Regions from separate parts of the Mus musculus genome. Here region 2 is linked to region 1. Evidence: chromatin contacts called from public capture Hi-C data. All regions are on one chromosome and are shown on one strand. Each heading gives the region's core, a stretch centred on a gene start, on an enhancer-like site or on the middle of the called end of the contact. The rest is flanking DNA. Distances are from core to core; before and after follow the strand shown.

Region 1 (3,710 bases), core at 581-3,080:
CGTTGCGGCCGTCTGTGGTGCAGGCCGAATAGGAGCGTCCCTCGAAGGTGAAGGGAAAGTGACATGGGGCACCATTTGAGTTTCCATAGTAAGTGGGGATCACTGTAGAAAGGAGGCTAGAGTCAGGGCGTCTGGCCACACACCAGTGTAAGAGAAGGGAGTTGGGACAGGGGTGGGGATGGGGCGGATACTGGAAGGCTCAGGATCTCACCGACGCCTTTGCCCAGCGACCACAACTCGTCGTCGTCGAAATGGGCATCTCCCTGAACGCCGGCGCCAGGGGGAAAGGCGTGTGCCAGAAGGCCGTCCTTGCCGTCGAAGGGATACCCGTCTCCGTGCTCTGCAAGAGGCCATCGGAGAGGAAGGGACTCAATCAGCAACACTTTGCTCTCTTTAAGGGCAAGAGACTGAAAGCGACTGTGTCTCCCGCTGAGCAGCGCACCAGACTTTGAGAAGAGGTGACTGCGACTCCAAAGCCGCTGGGGGTTGGGGGAGGTCATTTGTGGAAGCAGCGACTAGGGATTGTGGGGCAGGCATAAGAGCGGACAGATCTGCTGTCCCTTCTACTCTGTCCGTGGTCGTCCCTCCCATAGCCTGCCCAGCCCGGGAATTCTCACCCGCGACACCAAACTGGATGACAATGTCCGCTTCGGGTCCGTACACGCGGGTGAAGGTGAGGGGTGCCACCTCGCCCCACACCGCGAAGGCGCGCGCGAAGGCGTCATCGATCATGTCTCGCGGCAAGTCTTCAGAGTAGTTTTGGATCCTGGAGGTGAAAAGCCAGCGTCGATGGGGGATCGGGCATGCACGGATTACAAATGGGGGTGGGCGGGGCAGCAGCTACACCACGATCGCTTCAAAACACACAGGGCTGCAGCCTCTCTCGGAACTTGTATTGCTAAGGATCCCTTGTGTTCAGCTAACCGGAGGTGCAAACTGGCCTCCAGTCCCACCCAGGCACCTGCTTCTAGCCCGACATCTCACCAGTATGTGATGTTATGATGGTCCCACTTGAGGCCTTTGAAGGTTTGGAATCGACCCACGTCTGGGACACCACAGCGTGGTGTTCGAATGGCCTTTAGTGTCTGGCTGTCCAGCTCACCAGTCTGGGGCAGGGAGAGCTGCTTCTGAAGCATCAGCAAAGCCGGCCGTAGAGACTGCTTCTCTCCCATCATCTGGGCGGCCCGGGTGTAACCATAGCGGTACAAGTATGCCTGTGGATGGAGGAAGGGGCAGAGACATCACAGAGTTCTGGCACCTTGGCTCTGGACCTCTGGGCCACATGCTTAGGGACTCTACGGCCAGGACACCAGTTCTTCCTACACAGCTAGAATTCCCCTATCCTGAGGACAGCATCACACCTCGACCTCAGATGATATAAACCATGCCTACCCCTCAGCCCCACTAGAGTTTAACTGTTCACTGCCAACCTGCGCCATGTCACAACCCTTCGAAGCCGAACCCAATCTGTCCCTCCAACAGACCCGAATCTGCCCAGAGCCTCCAGACCACCTACCCCCTACTGCCTAACCCTGGCAGACATGCCCATCACCCCCAAATCCAGAAAGCATATCTGAGGCCCCATTCCTTGGGAGAGGGGGACATCTTCCTGACCAGCCCTTCTCAGCTATCCACCGAGCCATCTGTCTACCTCTGCCAGCTGGGTGTCCGTGAGGTTGGAGGTTTTCAGGTCTTTGGGGAAGACCACAAAAGTCGGCTGGCGCTGGTAAGGGGCAGCAGAGCTGCAGCCGAAAGCCAGGAGAGCCAGGAGCAGGGGCTGCCAGGGACTCATGGTGAGGACCGCAGCTTCTGGCTAACGCTGCCTTTGCAGAGATTTTAAAGAGGCAGTAAAACGGAATCAGTGACCCCGCCCCTCCCCTCCAGGCTTATGCTGACTCAGCGTGTGTGTGTGTGTGTGTGTGTGTGTGTGTGTGTGTGTGTGTGTGTGTGTGTTTACACTACCCCCTCCCTTATGCCCTGCCCACAGTCCCCCATTGCCAAGTCAGGCAGGACCCCCAGACCCACAGGAAACCACAGAACTCAGGGTTTAGTTTCTGCAAACTGCAGACTTTGTGGGAAAGGGAAGGAGGGTGTGCAGGATGGGGCATTCACCTAGCCCTAGGTCTGACGGCCCTGACTGATCAGCCCAGTAAAAGACTGGGAGACCTGAGGCCCGAGACCCCTCTTCCTTGGGCTTCTGAGACACCCCCTCCCTGGCCAGAGTGCAGCCTGGAGCCCATCCCCACACTGTAGGTTCTATCCTCTCATCCCCGCCCCCTGATAGAGTCTTTGACTCAGCTTCCTCTCCTGGCCTCTGGGAGCAGGCTCTTTGAGGCAGGATTTGGGGAATTCCATGGGGCAAACCCCTAGCTCCAGCAGGCTGACTCCTTGGGGAAGGAAAGATGAGCCTGGGGGGCGGGGGGACACACACATGTGGGAGCAAGCAGAAGCTTCATCCTTCTCAGGCTAGCACTATCCTTCCTCTTCTGTTTAAAGAACAAAAACAGACCCTTTGTCGCTCAAGCCTTTGTCCCTATATTGATCTGAGGATAAAATGAGACTCTCGAAACACAGAAAAACCACTTTCAGCAGTGTTCACGAGACCTCAGTTGATGGTGTCAGGTTTGTGATTGGAAATTAGGAGACTGGGGTCTTGGCTCTAAGCCTTGGGGTGACCTGGATGGGGCAAACACCTTCCTCTCCCGAGCTGTGAGATCGTCATGGACCCTTCCCCTCCTCCAGCCCTGCCCTGCTCCACTCAGGAAAGCTTTGGCACAGTCTTGCCAACAGCCGGCAGCCCCCGGCCTTCCATCCTCCTCGCCTGCCACCATGGTGGAGCAGGGCCTTGATCTGTCTTCAGCAAGCTGTTCTGACTAAGCCTCCTGTGTGCCCAGACCTTCATGTGCTTCCCAACGAACAGACCTGTGAGCCGGAGAGAGAGAGCTGGGTGTTCTCCCAAGCTTCTCTTAGATGCTTCTCACTGGTGAGCTCCAGCACTGAATTGCAGTTCTGGGTCTACCATTTCCCAACCTCGTCATTTCCCAACCACCTTGGGCAAGGCATTTCACCTCCAGGCCGCAGTGATCATTCACTTTTTTGATTTATTGTGTTGGACGTTGTGATACGCTCTCTACAAAACTCTCCTATATATTGCTATCCCATATGTGTGAGACTGTGTGTGTGTCCATATGTGAGTCTGTGTCTGTGTATGAGTGTGTGTGTGTGTGTATGCCCAAGCCTCTAGGGTCTCACACATGCTAGGCAAGTACTCTACAACTGAGCTGTTCCTAGTCCTTGTTTTTGTTTGTTAATTTGTTTTAGTGTGTGTGTGTGCGTGTGTGTGTGTGTGTGTGTGTGTGTTTGTGTGTGTGTGTTTGTGTGTGTGTTTGTGTGTGTGTGTGCATATGTGTGTGTGCAGGGACACACATCCATGACTGCCAAGGCAAGAGGAGATGTTGGCTGTCCCCCTCTGTCATCTTTCCTTTTGTTCCTTTGAGGCAGAGTCTCCCTAAACTTAAGAGCCCAGGGATTTGCAGCCAGGCTGGCCGCCAGCAAGCCTTGGTAACCCTGTCTCAGAGTCTCCATCTGTCAGTGTTGGAGGTGAGCAAGTAGGTGCCGCACCCAGCTGTTTACGTGGATGTTGTAGCTCCGAAGTCGGGTCCTCCTGCTTCTACAATGAATGCTCTGACCCACTTGGCCATTTCCCCAGC
Region 2 (3,710 bases), core at 787-3,286, 520 kb before region 1:
GGAGAAGACGCTAGGGTCAAAGGCATGACCTCATGAATGAGGATGGAGCCCTGCAGCAAGGAGATATAGTGAAGACCAAGGTAGGCAAACCAAAGCAGGTTATTAAGGGTTCTCAGACCAGGACACACAGAGGGAAAAGGCAGAAAAATGTGGAAGAATCTAAAATTTACACGCTAATGCCAAGCGATCTAACATAAGTGTTACTGATGGTTAGAGACACAGGAGAAAGCTTGGGACGAAGGAAGCATTTGTTGGGACCATGTCACAGCTGGCAGAAGATGGGGATGCTTAGAAACCCTGAGCCAAACCCAACCAAGGCCATGACACAGAGATCTTCCCAAACAGCCAGGGTTAAGATGGACACTGCCATCAGGAAACCGTGATAAAAACCATGGGAGTTTGTTAGTGGAACTGTGGGAGACGTTAGCACAGTGGTCCCTCCCTTTCTCTCTGCCCCCTTCCCTTTTCCCCTCTCTTTCTTGTGTAGCTTTTATTTTATTATGAGAGAGAGGGAGAGAGAGAGGGAGAGAGAGAGAGAGGGAGAGAGAGAGAGAGAATGCATACTTGTGTGTGGTGGTCAGAGGACAATTTACAGGAATCTTTGTTCTTCTTCTATGGTGGGTCCCAGGGACCAAACTCAGGTCACCAGGCCTGGAGGTGCCTTCACCTGCTGAGCCATCTCACCAGCCCCTCTTCTGTACTTTCTATCTCCATGTGTGTGTATGACGTGTGTGTGTGTGTGTGTGTGTGTGTGTGTGTGTGTACAGGCATGTGAGAGTGTGGGCACGCGTTGTTGGAAGACCTCGTTGGTTGTCACATTCCATCTAGTTTGAGAGGGTATTACATCGCTGTGGCTGGACTGAAGTCAGCCATGTTAACAAGACCTTGGGTTTTCTAAGCCTGAAGTTGAGACTAAGCATGCCCACAGCATGGCCATGATTCCAAATGTTTGCAGAGCAGCAGCAATGTTAAGAATGATAAGCAAAAGGGACACAGGGATCAATGAGGCTCTCATATTTTACAGGACCTGGTAAGATGGCAGTGCCCATAGATTATAAGCTGTGTGTATGCAATGTTCTGAACCAACCCCCCCCTGCCCCCTCCTCCAAACGACAAAAACCAAGAAACTTTCCAACAAGTCCCTTTCTCCACAGAAACCACTCAGGCCCCAGGAGCCAGGACAAGGTCCCATTGACAGTAGCCAGTGGGGAAACATGTCGCAATCCCAAGGAGGGTGGAGGACCCACTCAGGGCGGAAAGCAGAGTCAGGCCTTGTGCCTTCTGCTTTGCATGGCCAAGGCCGTGTGTTCCTTCCAGGCATCTCTGGGAAACAGAAGAGTCCGGCTGATCCATCACTGCTCAGCAGTCCACGGAGGATGTGGAGAAGCTGGGCCCCCATGAGCTGCTAGCGGGAATGTGAATAGTGCAGAGTAAGACCAAAGAGTCCCTATTTTCTTAAAATAGTGGAGGTTGGATCTTAAGCTGACTTAGCAGCTGCCCGTATGAAACCAGGGGCGTTGGCACACGTCCATAATGCCAACCCTCAGAAAGTAGTGGCAGGAGGATGGGAGTTCAAGGTTGTCCTCAGCAGCATAGGGAGATGCAGGCCAGCTTGGGCTAAATAAGAGCCTGTCCCAACACACACAATATCAAGCAGGTTGTGGCATCTGTCACTGAGAAGGGAAAGCTCCTACCCACAGGTGACCCGGCCCTTTGCACGAAGCACTATCTCACTTAAACCCCCCCACCAACCTCCAAGTCTGGAAGAGGCTGCAACCACGGTCACTAGAGGTCTCAGTAGCTTGGTCTGTCCCTACAGGGTTGGACAGTGGGATGACGGTGCTGAGGCCTTTAGTCCCACCTGGGCTTTGCCCCATTTCCCACGTGAGTCCAGAGTGGGGCGCGGGGGCGGGTGGGGTGCTCTGGGGCCCCTTCCCTGCTCCTTGTCCAGACCAAGGAGGCGCGGCCCGGGGCGGTTCCGCATGGCTCCTCCCCGTCCCTTGGGGCTTTAGGTCCCTGCCGGCGGCCGCTGAGGGGCAGTCGGGCCGCCTGGTCTCCAGCGATCGCGCGGATGGCGGCGCTGGCGGCGCTGGCCAAGAAGGTGTGGAGCGCGCGGCGCCTCCTGGTGCTGCTGCTGGTGCCGCTGGCTCTGCTGCCCATTCTCTTCGCCCTGCCGCCCAAGGTACGGTGGTCCCGGGTCGAGACCCTCCCGCCTTGAGCCTGCCTACCCCTAGGAGCACCCGCTCCCCTTCTCCCTTCCTTGCCTCTCCCTGGTCTGCCTCTCTCGGTCCTCCCACTCTTCTAAAGTTTGAGCTCTGACGGCTTGCTTGGTGCTACTGGGGTATATAGCCCTTCACAGTCTTTCCGAAGAACAACTGTGTGACCTGTCGCCAGTCACTTAACCTCTCTGAACTTTGGTTTGCGTACCCCCTACCCAGAAAGAGGGAATATGATAACGCATCATAGGCTCACGGTGAAGATAAAGGAATCAGTCTATGTCGGTGTCTTAAATGGGTGCTAACTGCTTTTGCTCTGTAGCAGTTGCTCAATGACTGGAGAACTACACCTTCCTGAGTGCTTCCTAGGAGAGGTGTCACCTGTCCTGTGTCACCCCTGAAAAAATTCCCTTCAGAACACCTCCCCTCCCCACTCAAGCTGGGTCAACTAAGGCTTAGAGACAGCAGGGGACACTCTCATGGGTGACTCCCAATGGGAAATCCCTGAGTGCCCACATCTGAGAGCCCAGGGCCTTTGCTGTTCCCAGAGTCCAGTTCTCTTAGAGAGAAGGCTGGAGTGAGTTCCTAGGGACCAGCACCTGTGTCCAGCCCATCAGGACTTCCTGAAGGGCACGAGGCCCATCACATTAAGTGGCTTCTTCCAGAAGGTACTTGGCCACATCACAACAGTGCTGAGTGAGCTAGCCGATGGTCACAAAATAAAGGAGAGGTGATGGTGTCCTTTAATATGTGACAGGCAGCAGAGCCCCAGGGAGCAGCCTGCTGCAGAAGGGCTCCTGCGTGCCTGACAAGGAACGGTGACCCCAGGCTGGCCGTGCACAGCAAGTCCTTTAGTTCTCAGCTATCTAGCCCGTCAGACTCTGTTGACATTGAAGAGAGCAAATAAATGACCTCAGAAGGAGTAGGTCACTCTTGCCAAGGCCAATGGGGCCCTGGACGAGCGAGCAACTGGCCTGGGGGCTCCCCGGCTCCCTTCCTTGTCCAGGTTTCACTTTCCTTGGCTTTAAAATGAGATGACCGTCTCTTTACTTTTGGGAATCAGTGTTGCGGTCGGTTGAGGCTAGAGTGATCGGCTCAGGAAAAGGTGGAAGGTCAAGCCAGGACATCAGTCTTGTGGCCAACAGATGTCTGGATAGGGACGGTGGATGCATAGGAACCTTATGCCTGCAGGGACCATGGTTGCTGTGTGCTCTACCCCAGAGGCAAAAATCACAAAAGCAGACCCACCAGCATGGGTTTCGGGTGAGGTCGTGCCAAGACAGGGACAGTCCCACCTTGGGTCTAACTGGATGGGGCAGCCACAGCCACCTTAACCTGTGTTAGCTGAGTAGATGTCAGGGATTGTGGCCTGCCTGATAAGGAAAGGCCTCCGGCCAGGCTCTGCAGCAGTATCTTCGGCAGTCTGCTCAGCCAGGGAGGTGCCTGTGTTTGCCTTCCTACTTGACACGTGAGGAAGTAAAGGCCTAGGAGGCC

The links. Capture Hi-C pulls out chosen DNA fragments and counts their contacts.
Region 2: a contact with region 1 is called in a capture Hi-C map of macrophages, with 4 times the contacts expected there. The contact joins the promoter of Slc13a3 here to the promoter of Mmp9 in region 1. A contact is called at or near these places in 14 of 39 promoter capture datasets (the 3T3-L1 cell line, the HPC-7 cell line, the SN4741 cell line and 7 more), 9 of 484 Hi-C or Micro-C datasets (the G1E-ER4 cell line, cerebellar granule neurons, cerebellum and 3 more), 2 of 115 datasets of contacts at active chromatin or transcription factors (embryonic basal ganglia and embryonic stem cells) and 3 of 9 other capture datasets (embryonic stem cells, macrophages and pancreatic islet).

What each region holds. Positions count from the first base shown.
Region 1 is chr2:164,946,339-164,950,048 of GRCm38.p6, reverse strand. Mmp9 (matrix metallopeptidase 9) reads right to left here and starts at 1,830. Exons shown (of 13, transcript NM_013599.4): 1 at 1,652-1,830; 2 at 985-1,214; 3 at 618-766; 4 at 212-340; 5 at 1-102. The coding sequence starts at 1,792.
Region 2 is chr2:165,471,523-165,475,232 of GRCm38.p6, reverse strand. It overlaps Slc13a3 (solute carrier family 13 (sodium-dependent dicarboxylate transporter), member 3), which reads left to right and starts at 2,036. Exons shown (of 13, transcript NM_054055.2): 1 at 2,036-2,182. The coding sequence starts at 2,072.